Regions from separate parts of the Sus scrofa genome. Here region 1 is linked to region 2. Evidence: chromatin contacts called from public Hi-C data. All regions are on one chromosome and are shown on one strand. The core of a region is the stretch at or near the end of the contact, and the rest is flanking DNA. Distances in the headings are between cores, read along the strand shown. Region 1 has its middle 75 kb from the start of ADAM28. Region 2 holds the start of STC1 (stanniocalcin 1).

Region 1 (6,519 bases), core at 3,902-6,401, 340 kb before region 2:
ATCTGCCGCTAGACTTTCACACTCTGCTGATTCCCTCAATACTTCACTATGGGTGAAGTGTGACAGGTATCTCTTGGGAAATACCTCAAAAGACTAGAGACCTTGAATGCATGCTTTACTCTCTCTCTTTCTCCCAAGAGAGACACCTCAGGCCAATATGGTCTCTCTCAGGGCTGACCTGTGACAGCTTCTGGGAGGATCTAACATGGCTAAAGTGAAATTTCTCATCTTACTCATTTCAATGAGTTCATTATTGGATTTGTGTTCAACTGGAAGGCTGCAATCTCTTAATTGGATTCTGGAAATTGCATAAAGGTATTTTGGTCTATATATCGATGTTAAATCTGTGTTTCTGTGGGAGAAAAAGATGGGACTTCCTATTGCAAGATCTTGCTAATAAGCCCCAAAGTCATTTTTATATCTAGAAGTTCTATTTAATTTTTTAACTCTATTACCAAGTATTTTTATACCATCTTTATTTTTTGAGTCCTTTTTAATGCATTTAATAGTTTTAAACATTTTTACTTAATACCTCTGTTATATAAAACTTTTTTTTTTTTTTTTGCTTTTTAGGGCTGCACCCACAGCATATAGAGGTTCCCAGGCTAGGGGTCTAGTTGGAGCTGCAGTTGCCAGCCAACACCACAGCCACAGCAATGCAGGATCTGAGCTGTGTCTGCAACCTACACCACAGCTCACGGCAACGCCGGATCCTTAACCCACTGAGCAAGGCCAGGGATCGAACCCACAACCTCATGGTTCCTAGTTAGAATTGTTTCCGCTGCGCCATGATGGGAACTCCTGTTATATGAAAATTTGAAGGCCTAATTCTATCATCTCTTTCTTATGATAATTTATTTTCTGGTGTATTCCATAATTTATAGGCCATGTACTCATTCTTCTAGATTTATTAGCAGAGAACTTTTGAAACTTAGATTAAGGATGTGTACCATTATGGCTTTCATTTGATTCTGCCATGTTTCACAGAATATTGTAACCCCCAACTTTTTTCTATCCTAACTTCTTTTCGACACAAAGATTCTCACACCTAATAAAAATCAGTTCCCAAAACAAATGAAGAAAAATCTGTGGTTATAAATTCATAGGAAAACTTTATTTTTCTATTCCAACTATAGATTGAATTACCAAAGAGGCCGTAATACTTATGGGGGCACTTTTTCTAGCTCATGGTTTACCTGAGATTTTTGCACTTGAAACAAGAATGTCACAATTACATATTTTTGCTTTGTGTGGATTCCAAAGCTCATCTCCTGACCTTTTGTAGGCATAGGTTCAATTCTCTCGTGGGGGGGGGTGAAATTTCTGTTTGCACATTAACTCCCCTAAATTCTTTTCTTTTTTCCTTCCTTTCTCCTCCCTCTCTCCTTTCTTTCCACCCTCTCCCCATCTTCTCCCACCATCTCTTCCTTTCTTGTTTAGGTAATACATTCATGTGGTATAAATTTTGAAAATAAAAAAGGGACTACTATAAAAAAAGTCACACCCACCCAGAGCCCCCCATGTCTTGGTCCCTCATCAAGGGCAATCCCTATTAACAGTTTCTTGTGTATCCTTCCAAGAATATTCTATGTATACTCTTGTTTGTTTGTTTTCCATCAGTATGTCACCACATGATATATAGTCTTTTATACCGATTTTTCTTATAAAAGCATATACTTTTGGAGGGCATTCCTTCTTTGTATATAAGGAGCTTTAAATGTTCTTCCCAGCAGGGTCATGTACATAATGTCTGCTCTTGATGCTTTTAATCTTTTGCTTTTACAATGCACTGCAATGAGAACCTTATATATAATCACTTTTATTCACCTGTGAGCATACTGTAGGCTAATTGTGGAAGTGAAATTCTGATTCAAAGTGTATATGCTATATTTATAAAATATATAGACAGTATATATTTAAAAGTTTGTGTATATGCCTGTATAAAAAAGAAATGCAAGAAAATGCATATTTTTCCATACTCTCACAAACATAGTGTGTTAATAGATTTCAATCTCTACCTAAGTAAAAATTAAGTTTAATTGGGGTTTTCATTTTCTTTTATCTTATTATGAACAAAATTACACTTTAATGAGTAAGTTCAAAAGGATATGGTATTTCCTTTTCTGTAAACTTTGTATTTATATTATTTGGCCATTTTTGTGGTGGTCATGAAACATTTATTGAATCAGAGCAGCTAATCTTCTATTATGTGTGTATATCAAGTAATAATATTAATGCACTCAGATGCATTCTCAATGCCGCTGTTACAGCAATTTATATAAATAGGAAGTCAATTTATGCTGCTGACCTATTTAAACCCCCTATTGAATTTTTATCAACAAAAATCAACTCAAACACCACACAATGATACTACAAAGCTCTATAGTTGCTGGACCTATTTATCTGTTAATTCTCAGCTTTAGTCATCAACTACTTTACACTGACCACTCCTGCAACCCTAAATTGCTTCAGACACCACAGAGCTTTCCCATTGCTGTGTCCTACTAGTCCTAAAATCACAGCTCTCAGTCCTTGTTTCAGTTACCAATCTCTTGTCCTCTATCTTTCCATGCTCACATCCTTTTCTGAGTTAACATCTGCTGATCTTTTATAATGAACTTAGCAGTAACCTCCCCTGGCTTCTTAAGTGCCTCTCTTCTATATACTCAAATCACCTATTGTAGTAATTAAAATTACCTGACTGTGCGACTGCTTTTCCATTGGGCTGAGAACTTACTGTCAAGGACTCTATTCTATTAATATTTGAGTTTTTAGAGCAAAGCGTGTGTCTCACACACAACAGGTACTCAATAGCATTTATTAAATAAATAAATGCACTCATCAAAGAAACAAGGGTAAATTTCTCCACAATTAAAGAATTGGAAACAGTGTGGGAGGACAAGATGGATGCAATGACGCTCTCTTTTTTTCCTAACCTCCCTGCATTGCAGCAAATACACTGCTGTACAGGTGTATTTGTCTTGAGTGTGGCTATAATCAAGAAGCAGTGGATATTCTGTAATAACCTATAAGGAAAAAGAATCTGGAAAAGAATGGGTATTGCATATGTATAACTAAATCACTTTGCTGTATACCTGAAACTATGACAACATTGTAAATCAGCTAACTTCTAATATAAAATAAAAATTAAACTTAAAACATCCTTGCCCTCACCCAAAAAGAAGCAGAAGAGATGACAGCTCTGAAAAGGGGGATGTATATGCATTACTCTGTGTCTGTGTGTGTGTGTGTGTGTGTGTGTGTGTGTGTGTTTACAAGTGGTCATTGAGAGGGCAGAGCATACACATAAGATTAAACATCTGTAGTTTAAAAATGTATAAAATTAATTGTTTTAGGAGTTCCCGTCGTGGCGCAGTGGTTAACAAATCCGACTAGGAACCATGAGGTTGCAGGTTCGATCCCTGCCCTTGCTCAGTGGGTTAAGGATCCGGCGTTGCGTGAGCTGTGGCGTAGGTTGCAGACACGGCTTGGATCCCGCGTTGCTGTGACTCTGGTATAGGCTGGTGGCTACGGCTCTGATTAGCCCCCTAGCCTGGGAACCTCCATATGCTGTGGGAGTGGCCCAAGAAATGCCAAAAAGACAAAAAATAAATAAATAAAATAAAATAAAATAAATTGTTTTAGAGGGTGACGAAGTATTATCAGAGCCTGAGAGGATTTGTACCTCTCCAAAAATGAAGAATATTCTCGTTTGAGATGAACTAGTCTAATAACTGCTGATGATAATCACCGTCACGGCAATAATGGAATTGCTATTTTAAACAGTCCTTTTTTTAAAAGTTTTTTTCCATTGTTGAGATGATTCAGCTGTTTCGAAAACAAAACAAAGTACAAATGAGTGGGTGAGTATTCCATGAAAGCCCTGCTCAAATGATTAAGGCCCTGGCTCTCTCAATTATTGCCAGCATTATACACGCTGCCTTCATAAATACTGTTTTGAACAGTCAGCCAGCACAATATTGAAGGGCTGTTTGGGCTTTTTACTTGGGCTGAGGGCCCCAGAAAACTGCAATAATTTTCGGAATCAGAATGTTCCTTTCTCCGTGCACTATTATCATTCATGGTTATAGCAAAGGAAGAAGATATTTATAACAGGCCAGGCCTGAATCTTCTCTCTTTAGGTTATCTGATCTCACTGAGCCCTTGTTGAAAGCAGATCAGAGGAAAAAGAAAGAAGAGGGTCCCTAAGGCCATAGTAATGGCTAATTTCCTACATTAAAGACAAAATACCTTTCTAAATCCTAGCCTCAGTAATCAACCCTTTTAGGTAGCAATCTGCTTATAAGAGACAGAAACAATTTTTAAAAACTTAAAGAGGAAAAAAATGTGGGTGAGAGAGGTTTTGTTTTGCTCGTTTTGTTTGACGAGTACTGGGGGGTGGGGGCTTATCTACTCAAAGAGTTAAACATCCCATCTCAGAAAACAGGCACTAAAGCAGTTCGGGTCCTTAGGCAAAGAAACCCAGAATCCAATGTTGTCAGCTCTCTCTTCCTTTTCCATCTCTGGTCTTGCCTAGTTGTTTTACTCTTTCTTATTATAATCCAGTGTCTTCACACAGTGGGAGCTTTTGACTCTAACAGCAGTGGGTTCACAACCTCACAGCTTCAGACCAGAGATAAGAGAGTTCCTTCTCTACAGCTCCAGTTAAAAATATTCTGGAAAGGAATCCAATTAGCCAGGCTCAGCTTGAGCCACCTGCCCACCACTTGGATAAGTCACTCTGACTCAGGCTGGGAAGAACTACTCTGATTGTCCCCAACTAAAACTGTGCCCTCTCCTTTGACTGTCACTGAACTTTGGTGAAAACTGCTCTCAAGGAGTATGGAGAGGTTCCATGAGGACTACGGGTGGGAGGCAGAGAAGACGGTACTATTAACAGCAGAAAAAGGGAGGGATGTAGGTAGAGAAAAAAAAAAAAAAAGAAAGAAAAAGAAAAAACCAAGCACATCGACCTCAGGAATCACCAGCACAACATTGCTTTTATGGGACAGTATGTTCTCAGTTCTAACAGTTCTCCTGATAAATGAACTTTGTGAACTTACAAGCTGGGGACCGCCTATATCTGAAAAATTACTCAAGGCGAAAAAAGACAATGGTGTGGGAGAAAGTGCATCATGTCAGTTATCATCTGTTTTCCCCTTGAAGAACAGGCGTGGCTTTCCTTTGGGTTTTGGGTCGTTCTAACGAGGTTGCTTCCTTAGTTGATAGGCCAAAGCCATTGACCTTGAGGTCAAAGCCCCAAATCAGTCTGATTGTCAGCGCATGTACTACAATCTCCTCTATCCTCTGAGGATTAAATAAGGGAACACTTTACTTTTAATAGAGCATAAAACATATAGATTATCTTGTTCAAGTTCATGTTTATTACCTATATCAAAGTTTAAAATAATACCATACAAAACAAATCATAATACATGTACTCTCTGTATTTTATTCTAAAAATCCTGCCTTAAGTTCACATTAGAATACTCTGTATGATGGTATTTTATAGTAATTATCCTTATACTACATAAATAAATTTTTGTTAGACAACTGCTATGTAAAAACAGGTGTACATTGTATTTATTTTATATAAATGCCAAAATAATATGAATACATTTCAAAAGCCATGCTATGCTTACTTGGCCATATAACTCTGCCCTAGGGCATCTGAGTAACTCATCAGTCCTGAAGAAAAACCTATAGGAATACAGTGTAGGGAAAGTTACCCAGAGATTTTTGGCAGAGAACACTGGAAAGATTTTTTAAAAGTCATTCCTTGGAATTATTTTACAAATGTTAAAAAAAATAATAAATAAAGAATTGGAACATGGAAAGCTTCCAAAAGTGCAAAATGCAAAATCCAGCAATCAAAACCGAAATATGGTTCATAACAGCAACCAAATTCCCAACAACTTCCTAAGGAAAAGCTCACAGAAAAAAAAAAAAAAAAAAAAGTGACTTCTCTTTGTAAAATAAAAATGCTCCTTCTTCTATGCTTTTTTTCCCTTTCTTTCCCTTGGAAGAATGTAAGATTTCATAACAACAGACATGCAGCTTGCTTTTGATTGAGTCACTTTATGCAAAATTTTTTTTTTTTCGTTTTTGGCTGCCCTGCGGCATATGGAGTTCCTGGGCCTGGGATCAGATCTGAGCCACAGTCACGACCTGAGCCAATGTTGCGGCCACACTGGATCCTTAACCCACTGTGCCAGGCCAGGGATCTAACCTGTGTCCCACCGCTCCCAAGGCACTGCCCATCCTTTTGCCCCACGGTGGGAACTCCACAAATGTCTGACTATGCCAAAAAAGAGAAGTGAGAAAGAAAATATTCTTCTTATGGCTGCCTGGCATTCTTCATGTACTCATGTAGCATCTGAGGCGAGGGCATGGTCCTAGGAAGTTGTCACGTTCTGTAATTTACCCATAACCATTCACTTTCACAGCCACTGAACTAAAGAGTTTTGCACTGGGGACAATTTTAGTTGGATAAGTTTAATAGTTCAACCCATCCCATTG
Region 2 (5,988 bases), core at 883-3,382:
ATGTCCAGAACACAAACATTTGTAAAAATGAAACACTATGGCTTTTTCCTGAAGTCTTAAAAACAGCAGTTCACATCTTTCCTGCCCCGACCCTCCCATGAGGCCTTTCCCACATCTCTAGCCAATGCTGACCGTGGCCGTCTCTTACCAGGCAAACTCCTGACATCCCGAACTTTTAGGAACTAAGACTGGGAATGGCCATCGTCTCAACTTGTCCTCCTTCTCTCTCTCTTCTTTTACGCTCCCCCACTCATCCCCCAGCTCCCAGCCTAGAAACTGCTTGAGAAATACCAACATTGTCAGTGCATCTAAATTGAAATGCACTCATTACTGAATGAAAATTTGAAAATCCTCTTTCTTTTTTCTGTCCTTTATGTCCTCTATTCCTTTTTCTAGCAAACTTCATGCTTTCCAAACAACTTTTTTTTTCTTTTTTTGCAAGGGAACCTGTAATCACTTAACAAGCTTACTCCCCACACACATGTAGAGCTGATTCTTGGCTTGTGGTTAATAGAGTTGATGCTCTTTCTTCAACCTTTATTTAAAGATTTGAGGATTTAAATGGAAGCCCCTGGCTCGGTTTCCTTGCAAGTTCATCTTGCCTCTGCCTGTATGAATCCCCAGTGGCCCTTTCTCATTTACCTCCCCCAAATGTTTCAAGGTTGTCTTGCTTAATCCCTTCACTTCAACCCGACCCTGAATGACCACCTTTCTGCCTTAAGTCCTTTCCGAGATCATTAGCCTCCTTCACAAGTTAGGGACAAGCTTTGGTGTTGCCTACAGCCCACTTCCAAGAGAATATGAGCTTCTCTCCTAGGCATGTTTGTGATGCCACTGTAATTTTCTTATTACGTCTAGAGCTTATCAGTCTTCTCTCCTACACATTCTGGTCTTCAACCTCTTCTTCCCCATCCTGCCCGCCCCCTTACCCCCTCCGCCCCAAGAAATGAACTGGTTTACCCAGCAGGTTTAGTCTTGCTCTGGCCAGCTTATTGTTTCAGCGTGGTTATGAAGTGGCTGGGCTTGAATACACAGTTTATTAATTTCCAGGCATTCATGATGTCTCCCCGTTGAGTGTAGTGTGTGCAGATGGGCACGTGTGTGCCTATGGTAACTAATACTCTTGGAGTTTGCGGTCCGGCTGGTAACTAAAAAGATGGAGCCAAGGTTAATTTGTGTTACTAGAGAATCATAGTTTAGGAGGTGTCAGGAATGCTGGGCTCCAACTTTGGCATTTTACAGATTGGAAAACAGGTAGAGGAAGGTAAAAGGACTTGACCACGGACACAGAGCTAGACAATAGAGGGACTGAGGTCACAGCTCAGAGTTGTCATAGCCCAGTCCTCAGGGCCCTTGGGCTCATATATGGCCCTTCCCAAGGGCTCATGTACATGAAAATTCAGGATGTTCACATACGACTAAAATGCCTCACAGACCTATGAACCTGCTCATGCTGAGAAGATAGGCGGGTATTGAGCATGTAGCTTACAACCCAGAGACTGAGCTGTGGAAATTAGAGTAAAACTGCTATCATGACGTTAAAATACTATCCAGAGGGACCCCACTACTCATCCTGCCAGAGCTGCCCATCCCTCCTATTAGTACATTTTTTAAAGATGGATAGATATCCCAAAGCACCTTGGAGATCGTCATATGATTTCCCTTTAGTTCCATCCATACAAGTCATCCCTTAGTTTCATGAAAATAGCTTTTTCATACATTTTTGCACACACCGTCACACACACATGAAACATTGGCAGCAGGTACTTTTAATTTGCTGGAAAATATTTCTAAGAAGTCAAACAGCTTCAGCCCAATGAGCATGCCCTCCGATTGGCTAGCCAGGCCAGTTGCGGGACCTGATTGGTCCCTGATCCTGAAGCCCGATAAGAACGGCTATAAAATCCCTGGGTGCAGCTCTTGGGCCCCCAGTTTGCAAAAGCCAGAGGTGCAAGAAGCAGCGACTGCAGCAGGAGCAGCAGCAGCAGCCGAAGCGCCAGCAGAAGCGGCATCGACAGCAACAAAAAATCCTCATCAAATCCTCACCTAGGCTCTCAGTGTATCCAGATCCACATCTTCACGCAAGCCGGGCGAGGGAAAGAGGAAAGGGGGGGAGGAAAAAAAAAACCCAGTAACTTAGCGGAAACTTCTCAGAGAATGCTCCAAAACTCAGCAGTGCTTCTGGTGCTGGTGATCAGTGCTTCTGCAACCCATGAGGCGGAGCAGAATGATTCTGTGAGCCCCAGGAAATCCCGGTTGGCAGGTCAGAACTCAGGTAAGCGGCAAACCCAGGACCGGTTTCTCCCCCAAAGAGCTGTCCTCATTTGCCTCTCGTTTTTTGCAACTGTGTCTGTGACGGCTGATCTTGATAATAAATGTGCTTCATGCCTGATGGCAATAAACTGCCAGTGTAATCCAATAGCCTTAGGAAGTGGAGCTCCTTTGTTTAATAAATTGCATGCAACTAACGAAGAAGCTGGGCGCTCTGCTGAGGGTATTTCATTGCATAAGCCTAGCCTGATTGCCTGAAATCTGGCACGTACCCTCTTGGGGGGGAGGGGGCGGGGGAAAGGCTTGAATGTTGGCATGCTTCAAAGCGCTCTCTATACTTTCCAGAAGCTGAAGCTGATCTTAAGGTGAGACGTGATTTGTCTGATGCTGTCCCTCTTCTTTTACCTTTAAGATCCTGTAACTTGACTTACCGGCCCCTTCAGAGAACACACAGAAAGCTCCCTCTGCAGATTGATTTACAGAACCCTAGCCCTCCAGTCTGACAAATCCAGGGCAGATTCAGAGAAAACCCTACACATCCCACCCCTGCCACTTCTCCTTCTGTCCCTCCCTACTCTCTCCAGTTCCATTCAATCCCCATGCAGCCCAGTGGCCAGAGAGCCCCTGGAGGGGGCGGGGGGGGGGGGAGTATTCCTGAAATGTAGCAGCTCTTCCTCCAAGGGGGAGGTCTCGATCTAGTCCTGACTCCTGGTGCAGTTAATTGTGCATTATCTTGGCCTCTACAGGAAAAGAGTCCTTAGGGAGCCGGCATTGACACCTCTGCCTTTTGACTTGGCTTGTCCAGCTTGCTCCCCTTCCATCACTGCCCTCTCTGCCCCAACTGTCAGCAAAGATGGGATCGCAGGTGTCCAAATGCTGCAGACGCTGCTCCCCATGGAAGAGCACAGGTCCCCACCGAGCGAAGGGCTTTGCTTCACTTCCTTTTGTACTTAGTTGCTATAGAGATGCAGTGATTCACAATTCGAGCTTGCCTAAAACAATAGCAACCCTAATGCATATTAAAACTGCTTAAAGCAAAGTTATAATTTGAACCCTTGGAAATATATAATTAGGGAAATGACTTGTAACATCCCAGAGGCTTGCGGGTGGCTGGAGGGGGAGGGGCCGCCTTAACCGAACCGGGCTTTTGATCTCAGAGGAGAATCCTATGGTATGAAGGCTGCAGATCATTTCTTGCCGAGCTGCCTGCCAGAACACCCCCCTTCTGTAGGAGAGAAATTACTTTTATGGGAGATCTTATCCAGAATTGTAAAAAGCCTCGTGCAAGTTCTTTGCGGTTTTCTTCCAGTCTTGCACAGGGTTGCCTTGGCCTTGTTATTCTACACCTGTGTTTCTCTTCTTAAAAAAAAAAAAATGGCTTTTAATATGAGAGATTATGCATACCTCTAAGCACTGTCCTATAGAGGGGGGTTGGGATGAAACATAAAACACAGGATTTCTTTCTGCCAATAGGGAGGTAAGTTAAAAGCCTGAAATCAGAAGGGTCTCCGAGTGGACTCCTGGCAAATTCTTCTTTGCCATTTGGACTAAAATTCCATCCTTATTACTCTGGAGTGTATTTGTCAGAAGCCAAATGGACTCCCTGGTCCTTCCTCCTCCTAAACTTGACCACCCACCTCTGCCTTCTGCCTGCCCAGAATTTCAGGCTTGAAGCGATGCCCTTTGATTCCACAGACCCGGCGTCCAGCACTGTGCATGCCACAGACTCCAACCTTGCTTCTCCAGCCACCAAAACTGTATGTGATGGTGAGGACCAGGTGAATGGATCGCCATAGGAACACGCATTCCCTCTCCTCCAGATGCTCTGGTTCTTATGAGCAAAAGGGATTTTCCTGTCCCCTCCCGTGCTCACCCCCACCCCGCTCTGAATGGCTCTAGCTCCATCGTAGACCTCTCGAAGAAGTTCCTCTGACCCCTTGTCCTTGAATTTTGCCACCACATCAACTTGACCCCTCCCAGCCGTCCCCACTGTTTGACCCAGATTGGATGGATTTGTCTCTTGCAGTTGAAATGGTTCGCTGCCTCAACAGCGCTCTGCAGGTTGGCTGTGGAGCTTTTGCCTGCCTGGAAAACTCCACCTGTGACACAGATGGGATGTACGACATCTGTAAATCCTTCTTGTACAGCGCTGCTAAATTTGACACTCAGGTAATAAGACCTTGACCCCTGCTCCCATGGGCTGCTTATCTTTAACAGTGTGTCAGACAATTGTTCTCAGGAACCAGTCTTGTAGGGAACCAGCTCTGCCTCTCAGCCTCCCCACTCTAAACAGTCATCGCCAATGTGTACACACACACACACACACACACACACACACACACACACACACACGCGGTTTGGGCCAGGAAATAGGTTCTATATAAGCCACTCTCCACCCACTCTAATGCACAATTGTCACACGCAGATAGAGGCTGTCATTTAAGGGAAGGGAGATAAGCAGAAAATCTTTGCCTCTTCCACAGGAAATAAAAATGTGCTTCTAACAAAGAAGTTCTTCTCCCCATATGACCTAGCATGCTAGCTTGTGATTTGAGTTATCGCATCTCCATCCCAAACATCCAAAGCCATATTAAGGCTATTTTTAGGCTGAAGGGTGGTTGATTATGGACCATCTCTTTTTCTCCTCTCCTTTCTTTTCTATAGAGCTCAATTCTCAAGGTAGTCTGAGCGAGGAGGGACTTTTTTTTTTTTTATCCCGGTGGCAGCGTCCAATTTGTTCATTGCAAGGACGTGCAGATGGCCTTGAGATAGTGCCAAAGCGAGCCCCTTTAAGTTCCACCTATTCTATGCCCTGCCCTCTCTTGTCAGCTCAAGCTCAAGCTTGTCTTCCTACCCGTTCCCTCGGCAGGGAAAAGCCTTTGTCAAAGAGAGTTTAAAGTGCATCGCCAACGGGGTCACCGCCAAGGTCTTCCTCGCCATTCGGAGATGCTCTACTTTCCAGCGGATGATTGCCGAGGTGCAGGAGGAGTGCTACACCAAGCTGAACGTGTGCAGTGTCGCCAAGCGGAACCCCGAAGCCATCACGGAAGTCGTCCAGCTCCCCAATCACTTCTCCAACAGGTACCAAACGAGTCCACTTTTTAGCAGTGAGGGTGGAGGGGGAAGTGGTTGGCTGGCCGAGCCAGACACAGAAGGGGGGCGGGGGGTTTAAATCGCCACAGTCATGCTCTTATTTTAGCTTGCAGTCCTTCCAGCTTTTGCAGGAAAAAATATGTTTGTGATTGGTTGTGACAGCTTCAGCTGCCTGGATTTTTTGTTTCACTGTTATAGGAAAAGTCTTCTCATGCAGTTAATAGAAAACTTCATCTGCAGCATCCCTGGGTGCCTTTTCATTGTCCCTTTCCTTCCATAAGCCTGAAGGGGATGGGGAAGATTGTGCAAACAAGCTTTTGAGATGCCACATTTGGCTGAAATGCACAGTACAATTGGCCATTATGAAAACCTTGGTCAAATGTCATAATGCAGGCTTTTAAAACTGCATGTATTTACAGTCAGTCCCAAGCTCAATCAGATATGTCACTAGGTAGCCCAGAGCCAGTCATCTCGCTTCAGTGGGACTGCAGTTTCCTTTGGGAAAAGTGAAATGGCTGGACTAGACGGCTCCCATGGTCCCTGCTGGGTCTATTATCCCATCCCTCCTGTCCAAGGTTTTCTGGAATGATGTTTGGGTAACTATTTGGATCACATTTTATCTTC

The links. A called contact is a pair of places that touch in the nucleus more often than the background predicts.
Region 1: a Hi-C map of subcutaneous adipose tissue shows a contact between it and region 2, with 2.3 times the contacts expected there. The contact joins the enhancer-like site here to the promoter of STC1 in region 2. A contact is called at or near these places in 12 of 47 Hi-C or Micro-C datasets (alveolar macrophages, embryonic fibroblasts, fetal skeletal muscle and 6 more) and 1 of 2 datasets of contacts at active chromatin or transcription factors (skeletal muscle).

Annotation. Positions count from the first base shown.
Region 1 is chr14:8,296,518-8,303,036 of Sscrofa11.1, reverse strand. No RefSeq gene overlaps it. Among named protein-coding and RNA genes, the nearest start is that of ADAM28, 75 kb to the left of the region's middle. Within about 2 kb of position 5,151, at least 7 of the 83 cell types and tissues checked have an H3K27ac peak or open chromatin away from gene starts, as enhancers often do. A contact at or near this core is called in subcutaneous adipose tissue, where this site is marked.
Region 2 is chr14:7,957,509-7,963,496 of Sscrofa11.1, reverse strand. It overlaps STC1 (stanniocalcin 1), which reads left to right and starts at 2,132. Exons shown (of 4, transcript NM_001103212.1): 1 at 2,132-2,275; 2 at 4,298-4,440; 3 at 5,141-5,352. The coding sequence starts at 2,158.